Linked DNA regions of Gasterosteus aculeatus: region 2 is linked to region 1. The links are chromatin contacts, called in public Hi-C maps. All regions are on one chromosome and are shown on one strand. The core of a region is the stretch at or near the end of the contact, and the rest is flanking DNA. Distances in the headings are between cores, read along the strand shown.

Evidence for each region. A called contact is a pair of places that touch in the nucleus more often than the background predicts.
Region 2: a contact with region 1 is called in a Hi-C map of tail fin, with 1.8 times the contacts expected there. The contact joins the promoter of fam114a1 here to the enhancer-like site in region 1. A contact is called at or near these places in 2 of 6 Hi-C or Micro-C datasets (tail fin and whole body).

The regions. Positions count from the first base shown.
Region 1 is chr9:1,796,187-1,802,913 of fGasAcu3.hap1.1, forward strand. tbc1d1 (TBC1 (tre-2/USP6, BUB2, cdc16) domain family, member 1) reads left to right here. Exons shown (of 21, transcript XM_040187271.2): 6 at 287-419; 7 at 796-887; 8 at 2,064-2,180; 9 at 2,316-2,438; 10 at 2,764-2,912; 11 at 3,272-3,532; 12 at 4,884-5,017. Among protein-coding and RNA genes, the nearest start is that of tbc1d1, 18 kb to the left of the region's middle. Within about 2 kb of position 3,530, at least 3 of the 9 cell types and tissues checked have open chromatin away from gene starts, as enhancers often do.
Region 2 is chr9:1,838,920-1,845,646 of fGasAcu3.hap1.1, forward strand. It overlaps fam114a1 (family with sequence similarity 114 member A1), which reads left to right and starts at 3,149. Exons shown (of 14, transcript XM_078080074.1): 1 at 3,149-3,455; 2 at 4,397-4,445; 3 at 4,609-4,881; 4 at 5,430-5,514; 5 at 5,600-5,853; 6 at 6,559-6,693. The coding sequence starts at 4,615. klf3 (Kruppel like factor 3 (basic)) reads left to right here. Exons shown (of 6, transcript XM_040187322.2): 5 at 653-819; 6 at 918-2,593. The coding sequence ends at 1,099. It overlaps trnap-agg (transfer RNA proline (anticodon AGG)), which reads right to left and starts at 2,941; the gene lies at 2,870-2,941.

The DNA.
Region 1 (6,727 bases), core at 2,280-4,779:
TGACTGCTGCCAGAGTAAACTGGACACCCCGTGGGAACAATCTGCATATCTTGTTTACTCTACTCTTGTTTTCACTTCGACCAGTTTTATATGGCACGCTACAAAGATTCAGATTTCCTGATGTATATTGAAACTTTTCTTAAATTATGCAAAGGCGTTACAAAAACAATATTAGGTCAAGAATTTGTGGGGATTTGTTAAAATAATTGTTCTCCATTGTGGGATACAGTTACACAAATCCGCAAACGTAAATCGAGGCCTAAAGAAGACCGTTTTGCTCCTGTAGGTGGATGAGATCATGCTGACTTTGAAGCAGGCGTTCTCAGTGGCTGCCGTGCAGCAGAATATGAAGAACCAGAGGCAGCAGTGTGACAGCTGCCCCATGCAGCAGCTCCACAGACTGTGTGAGAGGATAGAAGGTACGACAGTAGTGTCGATCGGTCAAGTCGGAGATTAGAAGTCAGTTTGTTCACCCAGTGTACATCAGATTTAGGGCGGTTTAAGGCGGAACCTAACACAGGATTTGATCTATTCAGTAGATTTTTGAAATAAATGTGTTCACACTTGATGAATAGAAGTACATCGTACGATGATGAACAAATTTGTCTCTTTAATTGCCACAAATTTTGTTTTACACATGTAGATGACCGCATCCCACAAAGTATAAACATATATTATGCTGTAGAATTATGTGACCAATGAACTTGCATCCCTACATACAGTATAATATACACGTATTATGACTAAGGGACATTTCTTTCTGTCTTGTTTTTAATTCTGCATCTTTTTTTTCAGGTCTGCACGCCTCTAAAACCAAGCTGGAGCTTCAGAGACACCTGGCCACCCTGGACAACGAGGAGCAGGCGTCTGTTTTTGAAAACACTATGGTAACGTGTAGGCCGGTCGCGATATGCCATATATTGACTCACCGCACGCTATGTGAAAGTGAGTGCAACCATTTTTGGTGGTGCGATATTCATTTTACATGTAAATGAACGTCACCAACATTTTAGTCGATCACGCTTCCCTCTCGTTTGCTTCCATTCTTGGAGGCGGGGCTTAGGCAGCGCCTCCACACGCACACGCAGAGGGAACACCGACAGGTGAAGGGAACGCGTGAAGCCACCGTGTTATGAAGTGTTATTTTCTGTGACATCTACAGACAATTAGGATGAACTAGTCCAAATGGACTTGGTTACGAAGCCGCAATCTTCAGCTCTAGCGTGGGAACATTTTGGCTTTTAGCCGAATGAGAGAAGAGGTATTATATTGTCATTATGTTATCCGTGCCAAAAAATGGTCTGAAAATTGCAATAATATTATTTATCTTAAATAATGTTGGTCCAATAATCACACAACACAAATTTGATATTGTGACGGCCTCAGTAACCTGTCTGTCCCGACTGCACCCGTTGAGCCGAGTGAAGTCCTGAAGGCAGCCTCTTTTCTGGGATGTAATTTGAGGGGTATGCGGTTACAAGGGGGAGTTTGAATCACACAGACCTCCTTCACATGTAAAGTTGAAGTGGTTTAAAATCTGTATAAATACTCTGGTACAAAGCCTATGTATGAAATTTTACTTAATAAGCAAAAATAAAAATATATAATATTTAAACTCTACATTAAAAGCTAGACTGAAGTAGAGTTTTTAGTTTCTGTAAGATGTATTTATATATTTTTGCTTCTCTAAAATTCTGCTGAGAGGCTGTTCAATAAAGCACATTCTTTACTGTCTTTATCTTTTTATCCCTCATCGTTACTGCACATTGTTGACGTGGTGAGCTTTGGGAGGAGATCGCCCCTCAAATATTTCTGTGACTCCGCTGACACCTGCTGGTGATGTAGCTGAACTGCTGCACCACATCAGTGCAGAGCTCTGAACAGAGAAGATCACGCTTCACTAATGACAGGCAGCACGATGTTGTTATGTCATGTGGCTATTGAACACTCACAACCCCTGAACATTTGCAAACTTATTTATTTCTTCTTATTTCATTACAAAATTATTTATTTAGGAAAAAGTACCAAAAAAGTAAATAAATAGCATTTTCTGTGTGTTTCAGAGGGCTTGTCCTAAGAGCGACCAGGAAGAGAACGAGCTGGTGATGGCCTATTTGAGGGTTCTGTATGAGGAGAAGCAGAGGAGCCATCAGCACGCTCTGCCTGGTGACATCAAGCAGGTCAATAATTCCCACACATGCCCTGCTGTGCCTCCTCCTCTCTCATTTCCTGACTTTATTCTTAATAAAGAACGTAACGGGTCTTACACACTCGCCGTCTTGCTGTCCATCTCTACGTCTCTCGTGCATATGTAGGTGTGTGAGGAGGCGGCTCCGGCCCCGGTGGATTCCCAGCAGAGTAGCAGTCGGCAGCGACTCGAGCAGTTCAAGAGCCGAGCCAAGCGCTCGCTCACAGAGTCCTTGGAGGGGATCTGGAAGGTAAAACCTTCCTTCTTGTTCTGTGCACACCTGCAAAGTTGTCGCTTTTCGACGAAATTTAGAGCAGAGGACCTATTTGTTCCGCCGGTGTAATTCCCCCTTTATGAGTTTGCTGCTATGTTTGTAACCCAGTGTTCATTTGTCTGTATGGTACATTGTCATTATTGTGATCCAACATAGAAGAATAGGCCTCTTTTTAAAAGGCTTTTGAAGGTGTTTTTCATAATTCTTCATCTTTACCCCTTGATGGTAAAACTGGAAAAGTAAGACCTTGAATAAATGTGCAGGTCTGTATGTAACCATGACGTGTTTGTGTTTTTGACAGGGAAGCAGCAAGGCCCGAGCTCAGAGGGACAACAGTGTAGGAGGAGACGGCGCCTCTTCCGTTTGTGCGCTCGACAGCAACCAGGACCAGTCTTGTCTGGACGACCCTTTGCCCGCCCCCTCCCAGCTAAGACCCACCAGCCCACTCAGGTAAACACACACAAAAAAGCAGAAGCGAGCGTAGCATAGCGTAGCATGGTTAATGATGTGCTACCGTGCTCTGCCTATGTTGGCTCCACAGGTTATTTTTGCTAGAAATTAACATTTCCGGTTAAAACATATCTCTTTTACACAACATTAAACATCCGAATGCACTGAACCCCCCCTGCATGAGAGGCCATAGAGCAAAAACGGACACTTGTAAGATTAGCCAGTTGGAATGCGGTGTTCCTTAAATATCAGAATATATTTAGACCTAATTGTAAGATAATTATATTATTACAAACTTTTTATGGAGATTATTCAGGCACCATTTTTCTACCTTCACTCGCTTTCCTGGTTGTCATTAGGTACCACAACTCAACAGGGAACCTGAAGCGCCTCGACTCTTCTCTCCCCCCGTCCCCTTCCGCTTCCTCTCAACCCGGTGACGCTCACCCTCCAGGCTTCCGCCGACGGGCCAGCACCTTCAGCCACCCTCCCACCCCCTCCTCTGCCGACAACTCGCCGCTGCACGCGCTGACTCGCACGCCGCAGGACCACGCGTCGGCCAGCAAGCCCAAGCTCGTACGGCACTACTCCGTCAGCACCGACACGCCGCACCAGAGCAAGTGAGGGCAGTGTTCCTGTTTCATTGTCTACATTCCCGATGACGCGGAGCACAACACGTCACACATTAATCCCATCCAATACGGTAGAAATGAGTCTCACGCGTGAAAGGGGCCGTTCGGATAGTGAGGGAGGAGCGGTTGCGGTGGCAACGTGTTTATTGAGTTAATAACCTGTGTCTTTTTCAACTGAAGCACGTTGCTTGTACCCCGTGTTTAACTGGTGATGAACCTGTGACAACAGGGTGGTTAAACGCATGTTCGGTGGCGCATCCACCGGTTTCCCCTTTGTGCTGCTGCTGTAGATCATCGATAAGGAGCTTCATGTGAAGCCGGCAGCACTCTTTTCAAAGTGGTTCCTGTCAGAAAAGTGCTGCTATTAACGTTTTAGCTATTAGCGTTAATTCCTCTGTCCTTGAAAAACGTAGTAAATGTTCCTGATGTGGAGGAATATCTGTGGCGGTGTGGTCTGAAAGACGTAACGTATCAGGCCTCCGTAGCCCCCCCCATCTCTGCTGGAGGCTACGAGCCGCTTCTTACAATGATGCAGGCAGCTAGGAAGAAGAACCTGAGAAACAAACCCGCTGGTCTTTTCATTTCATCCTGGTGGAAGAGTAAAATGCATTCAGAGTTTGAAATATCTTCAATTATAATATTTAAAATAAAATGATCTACCAAACCTCACAGCTCTTTCTTAAAACAGCGCCGCCTTTCATTTTCCCTCCTCTTCATAGTTGCCCTTTTTTTGTTCTTGTCACCTTCCTTTTTTGTGACCTTCCTCTGCTCTTCTCCTCTTTGCTTCCTCTTACTGTATCTCAGACATCTCCCAACCGACTCCGCCCTTCCTCCTGTTCCTCCCTGCCCTTCATCTCCCTCTCCTCTCCCTCCTCTTCATCCTTCCTCACCGTCTAGTGGAGCGCGGCTCAATAAAAGAGGGTGAGAAACCTGCGCTGGCTTTCAAGTTTAACTTATGCATTTGTGTGAGCGGAAACCTGTGCGTTTCCCTGTGTTCTGTTTCGTGCCTCTTTTTTGATTCACCCCCATCTCTCCGTCCCAGTCCTCTGGTTGGTCTGCGTGCTCGCCTCCGCTCCTCCTCCTCTGTCCCTAATTTTCTGAAATTTCCATTTCTGGCACCTGTCCAAGAGAATGAGTGTTCTGATGTACCAAAGAGCAGGTACACACACACACACACACACACACCAAGTTATCATGTCCATCACAGTGTCCAGCGTGGTCATAACTGCTCCTTCAGTCACTCACAGCCTGAGTTCATGTCTACTCATGGATGTTTGTGTACACTAAAGGGCATTACTTCTTAACGTTATGTAACCATTGGCGTGTGTTTGTCTTTCAGTGATGTAGTGGCTCTGTCGTCACTGAGTGCAGCGTGCGGCGTAGCGGAAAGCCCTCTCCGTAGCTACCGCCACTCGTGGAGGCAGCAGATCTTCCTTCGGGTCGCCACTCCGCAGAAGACCACAGACCCCAGTGGTGAGAGGGACACAGTCGCTGATCCAGTCAACTCTGCACTTAACTGTCTCAAATTTAGATCAGTCCTCACAGAGCATTTAACTATTTGTCCAAGAAGACGGTCATGCTGCATATATCATGTAAATACACTCAAAGCTTTTGTTTAAAGCACAGTCTTGGTCACACTTGGAGAGAAAGCTGTGGCTGTTGGTTCACTTTATGTGTTTAGACACAAAAAGATAGTGTTTTTCTCCACTATAGCCACTTTGTGTATATTATGTCCTTTCTTTTGTTAAGCACTATGAAAAGTGTATTTATATAGCACGGATATATTGCAACTCATTGAATTATGACCTTTTTATTGAGATTCTTGCAAACACAAGCGCGTTGACCCAATTAGTATAACTTAAGCAACGTAATTCCTTCACGCGGTAAGACAACTTGTCTCAGTGTGACTCCATTGTAAGGAAGCAAAGTGTATTTATATACAGTTGTGGTCAAACTTTTACATACACTTGTAAAGAACATAATGTCATGGCTCTCCTGAGTTTCCAGTTATTTCTAAACTCTGATTTTTCTCTGATAGTGATTGGAACAGATACTTTTGCGCTTTTTAATGGCAAGTTATTGAGATAATCAAACAATTTCAACATAATTCAATCTGCTCAGGAACAAATTCCAACACGGAGCGATACATGGAATGATTATGTGACATGATTAAATCTCACTGAGTTATGCACGTATTTTGCTCACTGCCACAGTGTGCCGCTTGTCTCCTTAGATCACACAGAGAGAAACAGAAATACCTGCTTTGCAGTTGAGATCTTCACACTAAGATTACTTACACGCTTGGGTAAAACCTAAAATACGTCCTCCTCAAAGAAACAACACAGTTGTAGGTTCTGCCAAATGAAGCCAATGGGGAAGTATCTTAACATTCTCTCTACTGACCATCACGGGGCAACTCCCTTTGGTTTCAACAATAGACTCTACTTCTCCCTCGCTTATTTATTCCCTCAGTAATCTTTGTGAGCATGAGGTCATGGTCTCAGGGCATGCTCGAGGGCCGGGCTACGCCGATCAACAGGTTGCCTACACTACCAAAGACGTCTCTACGCCACTCCTCAATATTCTAAATATAGTCATGTCGGTTCGTTTGTTGGCAAGGAAAACACAATGTGCTGATGTGAGGGTTTCGGGACAGAGGATGTCACGTGGGTGCAGACCGTAAAGCCCTCTGACGCAAATTTGTAGTTTGTGATTTTGAGCTATACAAAATAAAATTTATGTAATTGAAAATGCTGACGTCCGAACCCGAGGCTTCAGTAACTGGATGACGTCACTCTGGTCTCTTTGTCCACTTCTTATGTGCAGTTCATGGAACGTGTGTTAGCAGAAAGGACGCTTGAGCTCTTTTAATCTCGTGTAAGCTGGCTAGTGTCTGTTCGGTAGGTGATCCACCGTACACCCGTATTCTTTTCCACTGGGGATAGGAAAACAATGGTTTGTGCGCTACGTGTGGGTAGCGCCTCTGTAGGATCGGGGCCTCAAAGCGTCTGCACTGCTATAACCAGGGTCCCGTATGTCTCCGCTGTTACCAGACGGCGATGGATGTGATGTTGTGCCGTCCTGCGCTTATCGTGAAGTCTTTCCTAACCCGACCATTACCAGTTGATGAATAGGGCTGATGTTCGACACTGGTCTGACATGAAATGAATTGGTCTGGAATGC
Region 2 (6,727 bases), core at 1,899-4,398, 42 kb after region 1:
GTCCAGGGGGATTTTCTGCACATTCCTTTCACACTGAACTAATCTGTGAGGGATTCATATCTCAACACTTGACACCTGCTCCTCGCCCACACACACACACACACACACACACACACACACACACACACACACACACACACACACACAGTTTAATTATACCAGACAGAAAAGTCTTTGTTTTTTTCCCTCGTAAAACACCAGAGGACCTCCATTCATATCTGCTGTGCTCATTTGTAGTTCCACAGAAGAGCTTTTCTCTCACACAGCGGGAGTGTTGATGAAACCTCATCTCCTCGAGTCTCACAAAGTTCCATCTAAATAGGCCATTTATAACACATGTATCCACTTCTTTACTCCACTTCGTGGTGTCACATTCTGGGGAAATAACCGTTGGCAGGTTCGGTGAGGTCATGGGGGTTGACGGGACAATAGGAGAGGCGTGGCAGAGGGGGGCGGGGGGGGGGGTGTTATTTGATCAACTTCCTTACTGGAAGGACTCTCTTATTGCATCACAGGAGCAGCCGCAACCAAATGAACGTTGCATCAGGTTGCGGGTTGAGCGCCGTTGGGTTGTCGGGCTGACGCCCTCTCGTGGTCCACCGCGGAGGGAGACGCGCGACTTAACCGCTGTCCTCTCTCCGCGTCCTCTCAGGTGCAACAACCCGTCCGTCATAGTCCATTCGGGCGCCCAGCATCCGCCCCCCGTCGAGTCCCCGGACACGCTGAAGAAGCGACGGATCCACCGCTGCGACTTCAACGGCTGCAACAAAGTGTACACCAAGAGCTCCCACCTCAAGGCGCACCGCAGGACGCACACCGGTGAGGGCCGCACGCACGCGCTTACGCGCTCGCTCGACTTTCCACATGTCGCCGTGACTCATTTCTCTCTCTCTCTCTCTCTCTCCCTCCACGCGCAGGCGAGAAGCCCTACAAGTGCATGTGGGAGGGTTGCACGTGGAAGTTCGCCCGTTCGGACGAGCTGACGAGACACTTCCGGAAGCACACGGGGGTCAAGCCGTTCCAGTGCCCCGACTGCGAGCGCAGCTTCTCCCGCTCCGACCACCTGGCGCTACACAAGAAGCGCCACCTTCTGGTGTGAACCAGAACCACCCCGGACTGTACCGCTTGACCCGAGGCCGTCGCGCGCAGTCCTGCGGATTTATCGTCCCCCCCCCTCAGACACTTTAACAGAGAGGAGAGGCCGCTGCACATCAGCCGGCCTGAGATGCAGCGCCCCCCTGTGGCCGGAGAACCCAACTGCACCGACGCCGTCTCTGCCTCACACGGCACGCTCACATCAGCTCCCATACACAGGTTGTTCGCTACGTAGGCCAATATAATGTGAAACTCCAGAATGTACCATAGCTCACCTACTGTGCATCGTGTCATACACGCTTCAGCCTCACCTGTGGCATGGCGCCCAAGGCTGGCGCCTCCTCCTTCACGGACCACCACATCCAAACTGCACCCACCTGATCTGCCTCTGCAAAAACACACCTGTAAAAGGACTTGTAAAAACACACACCTGGGAAGGAAACAGGTCGCCAAATGTTTTAAACGAGGGAACACGTGCACTTAATAAAAGCAGCCTCGGTTCGCTGTGCTTTTTTCGGGAATTTGGGTTGAAAAAAGAAACGTAGGACCTGGGTCTCGTTCAATGTCAGAGTGAAGTGTTTTTTTTATGTTTTTATTCAGAAATGTGAACGTTGCTGCACAGGGGCATTATTATTAGCAAGGAAAAGACACCACTTGGTTGGTTTAAGGGTAGAAGCAATTATAGGTCTTATATCAAGTTTAATGATTTTTTTGTGGGAAATGCAAAGGGGAGACATTTTATCTTTGTCACATAATGTTTAAAGATGTATAACATTGATTTGAACAGTTTTCTTAAGAGGTGGGGTCATTAGATATATTCTGCTACACTGTCACCTTTTTAGAGCCCAACATTTACAGCACAAAAAGGAAATAGTTCTGCTCAATGCATCTTTGTACATGTCTCCAATGTGCACTTTATATATATATATATATATATGTGTGTATATATAAAGTATCAGACCCTATATACACATTCAGAACATTCCCAAAGCGAAACATTTTCTAATCAAATATTCTATCCGCCTGCTGGTCAGTTTGATCGGAAATATTTAACTTAAGTCTTTCTGATCATGTAATACAGAAGATGTGATCATTTTTCTTCTACACGCATGTACGCTCATAAACACACATCGAATGTAGCGGCTATAGTGATTTGCATTTTGCCCCTTGATCTTCTTCGCGGTTTTTACTTTGTTTTTGTATTTCTGAAAATATAAGTTGTAATATATATATATTTTATAATTGATTATTAGACCGAAAGGGCAATTAAAGGTTTTTTATTAAGCATGATTTTGATACTCATAATAATGGATATACATTTCTATAATGTTCTGTCTATAATAAACCCAATAAACCTTTTAATCTAAGCGTTGGCAATTCAAAGGGAACATGTTAAACTGTGAACATATAACTGCACATGTTTATATGAAATTTTAGCATTTATTTTAAGAAAGAATATTCATACCACTTAATAAACGTATTGGTAATACCTGCAGAATGAAGGGCTGTGTCTTCAATTATTTATGGGTTATTAATCTCTGTGTGTGAACTTTATCCTTTGCAGCTGTAATCCTCTGAATTTACTAATAAAGGATTACTTATTTCTAAATTATGATTTGATTTGTTATTCAGAATTCGAAAAGCCTTGTTGCGTATCAAGCACGTCTCTTTAATCAGTACCTTGCTAAAAAGATTGTATTCATGTAAGATTCTAATCAAAATGAATTGTAATCGGCCTTAGTAATTTCTATAATGTGATATATGTTAAAAGCGTGGGCTCGTCCGGGATTTGAACCCGGGACCTCTCGCACCCTAAGCGAGAATCATACCCCTAGACCAACGAGCCGCGGTGACTGCTCCTTTCTATATATAGGACTAATATTAACAATACGCCATTTTTTCTAGTTATTATTGTATGATAAAGCATAAAGCATCTATCTAACTATCAATGTGTATCAACAAAAAGAACATTTAACTTTTTTTCTAATCAAATATAAGCGTCCATGAGAAGCGAGAGGAATCGCTTCCTTCCACTTCCGCATTTGTTGACAGCTTTAGCATGAGCAACACAGCAACAACACAACAGCAACAAGCATGAATTACCGTTGTCGGCGACTTTATCAGTACCCGACCCCAATGAATGCTTTGAACACTGTTGCATTGTGGGAATCCCAATTAATAACAAAGCTTACAATGTGGTTGTTCTGTAAAACATTGTCTTAAATCGGCACCGGCTTATAGTAGACTAAAGTCGTTTTGAGGCAGGGAACTATCTTGTCTGTTGGTAGTCCTCCGCGCGGTAGTCCGCCGGCCTGCCGACGTGGCGGGCGGAAGGAGAGCCGCTGGCTGGCACCGAACGGGTGAGCTGCACTGTCACTTTCACCGAAACACCACCACGTCTTTCAGCTTCATTACTTTCTTTACCCCGAAACAACCGACCAAAGGAGACAACGCGCCCTGAAGTTTTAAGGATTAGTTTCACTTTTGTAAACGTGTTTGTATGTGACTGTTACACGTCAAGGAGGCTCTAAATAATAGCCCGATTGTCATGTTCGCTTTCATACAGAACGGTGGTCTTTGTTCAGTGTCTTCTGTACGTTGTTCTGAATGTTGTCATTGTGTAACATTGTGTTCAAATGGTTTTAAGAGAAGCAGAAGATATATGATCTATTGATGACATCATGGGTGTTATTCATTTGACTGTAGTTACAATGTATCCCCATAGCATCTCTCGACAGTTTATGGATGTAATAGCATATTTAATTAGTGCAAAAAAACTATATATGGTTTTTTGACATGGATTTATTTGCCCCGCTAGTAACCTAACTCTAGCCTGTGTTTGCGGACGGGGCATGTGGGTGCACGTGATGCGCGTGGCCGCTGGGTGGAAGCCTCGAGCCACGTAGCGACCATCAATCATGCGCCACAGCGTTGCTTCTTTAATGTCCTTCATCAATGTCCAATTTTCTCCTCAAACATCTCACACGTAGCACGATTGTACAGCATTTCTTTTAAAATACTGCTGCAAATTCTGCAGAAATAATGCAACACTTAATATTATGGGGTTTTCTGGAATTGATTGTGTCATATGCACATGTGATGAGGTTTTTGGCCTTTTGTATGTTATCAGGTTTTAGCATATTAACGTCAAATTGCTACAATTACTCAGTCGATCAATACACAAAAAGCAAAAAAGTCTATGTGCTCGCTCCTCCTCTAATGTCAGCTGTCAGTTTTCCCTGTTTTAAATCACTGTCAACTGAAATTCTTGTTTTTCTTCCGGCCGGGGGGGTGATAGTAGAACAAACAACACACCTGCAGGCATCTGAGGCTCCGGGCTTTTGTGACAGGTAACAAAGAAAATTGTACAGATTGATCCGTGGCGAATGTGACAATCAGTTGCAGCACCGATTTGCATTCTGTTGTATGGATACGATGTGTACACGTAGGCACTGTTTGGTTGCAGGTTACACATGAATAAAGAACTAAAATCAAAGATGTCTTCTCTTCCAGATCACCATGTCCCAGGCCGACGCAGACCCCATCGCTGACCTCCCCCCTTCCACTGAGCCTGGCCCCGGTCAGTATGTCCCAGAAGCCTTTGCTCCAGCTCCTCTACATCCTCCTCTGGACCCCCCGCGGCCCAGCGCGGAGGAGACCGGGACAGAGCCCACCTCGGAGGGTCCGACGGGCCAATCGGAGCCTGCTGCCCAGGGTCGGGTGGTCGTATGTGACCAACCGGTGAGCCTGGAGCTGGAGCCCGAGCAGGCAGAGGAGGATGCGGAGGTCTGTCGCACGTGTTTCTGAAGTATCTCAGATAAATCTTTGGAACATCTTTGGATCTTTGCTGCCCTTCTTACCGATCGACAGTCATTGATACCGATTTATCCGTAATGTGATCTTATCGATCGGTACATCGGCCTTTAACGTCAATATGCCACTGAGCTGAGTTGGCTTCATTCGTTGACTTGACTTTGATTTAACTGAAAATATCTCACCATTCATTTGTCGATCGGAAGAGAATGAATCAGCAACTCTTTAAAATGTGCTCTCATGTTTCTTCTTCTCAGTTCATTGGTCTTATTTTGTGATGGTAAGACTTGAATAGAATGCTGATTATGGAAATGAACAAGAAGCGCTGTGTCCCTATTTCCTCAATATTTTTGGACGCATTCTGAAAATGATAATTATACATTTTCCAAGACGTATTGACTCCAACCTTTGAAGCTAATAAACACAAGTATTGACTTAACTCCCTTATCTCAGTTCTAAAGACCAATGTACTAACTAGCATTGCTGTGTGTGTGTATGTGTGTGTGTGTGTGTGTTTACAGAGGCCACCTCAGGAGAAAGAGAAAGGTTGGGGAGGTTGGAGTTCATGGGGAAAATCTCTCCTGAGCAGCGCCTCTTCCTCCGTGGGTACGTAACCTTCGTTTAGTTCCTCAATCGTCGTTACGCTTCAGCCTCTCTGGCCCCCGAAGTCTTCACCCGCCTCTGTGTGCAGGTCAGAGCCTGACGTCGGTTAAGACCAAGGCGGGAGAAGCTCTGCGACTCCACAAGACCTCGGTGGGAGAGGAGGCGCAGGAACACGGGGAAGGAGAAGAAGAGGAGGAGGAGGAGGGTGCCGAGGAAGAAAAGAAAGTGCGAGGAGGGGAAAGTGGAGCGGCCGAGGTGTCTGGTTCCGGGGAGACGAGCGTTAGTGCTGCAGCTTCGGGCAGGGGCGTCTTCTCGACCATCACACACGCCGTGCAGAACACAGTGAGCCAACGCACACGCGCACAGACCTCTAAAAACGACCAAAGAAACATAAGTGCATCTCCATTCTAATTTTCAGTTTATAAAAACGTTCCTGAGATCGGAGTGAGACAAGGAGACAACGGGATGTTGTGATGTTTGCAATAAAACATCTTCAATGTCACTTTACATTCCAGGTCATTTAGCTGCCGCTTTTGTCCAAAGCGACTTGCATCGCATTTTTGACCGGTGGCTTTCTACATTTTTGCCCAGGGAGCAATTAGGGGTTAGGGTGTCTTGCTCAGGGACACTTCTGGAGCAGCCGGGGCTCAAACCGCCAACCTTGCGGTTGCTGGCGGTTCGGGTTCGGCGCACCCTCTCCACTCCATGCACCACCGTCGAGCCCTGTCACGTGTCAAGTCCTAGCCAATCAATTCATTTCCCTCCAACTTTTCAAATTTGAAGTTATCGCCAATACTGCATTATTATTGTTATTGTTATTATTATCACCGTCTTAATCAGATCAGTTCAGACTTCTGGTCAGAACAATCAAAAGGCTGTAGTTCTTCTGTCGGTTTCTCCGCACGCAGCCTAATTTGTATGACAAATCAGTGGTCCCCCCCCCCCCTAAATTTATTCTAGCCCAAATTTAGACATGATATATTTTGCCTGGACCTTTTAGTATCGTCTTCCAATTCTTCCTCTGTGTCCCTCTCTCTGCGTCTTCAGGGTAGGTCGGTGATCAGCGGCGGTTTAGACGCCTTGGAGTTCATCGGAAAGAAGACCATGACTGTCCTCGCCGAGACCGACCCGGGTTTCAAAAAGACCAAGACCCTGATGCAGAAGACGGCATCGCTGAGTCAGGTGTGTGGTCTCGCCCCAGACGAACGGACACGTA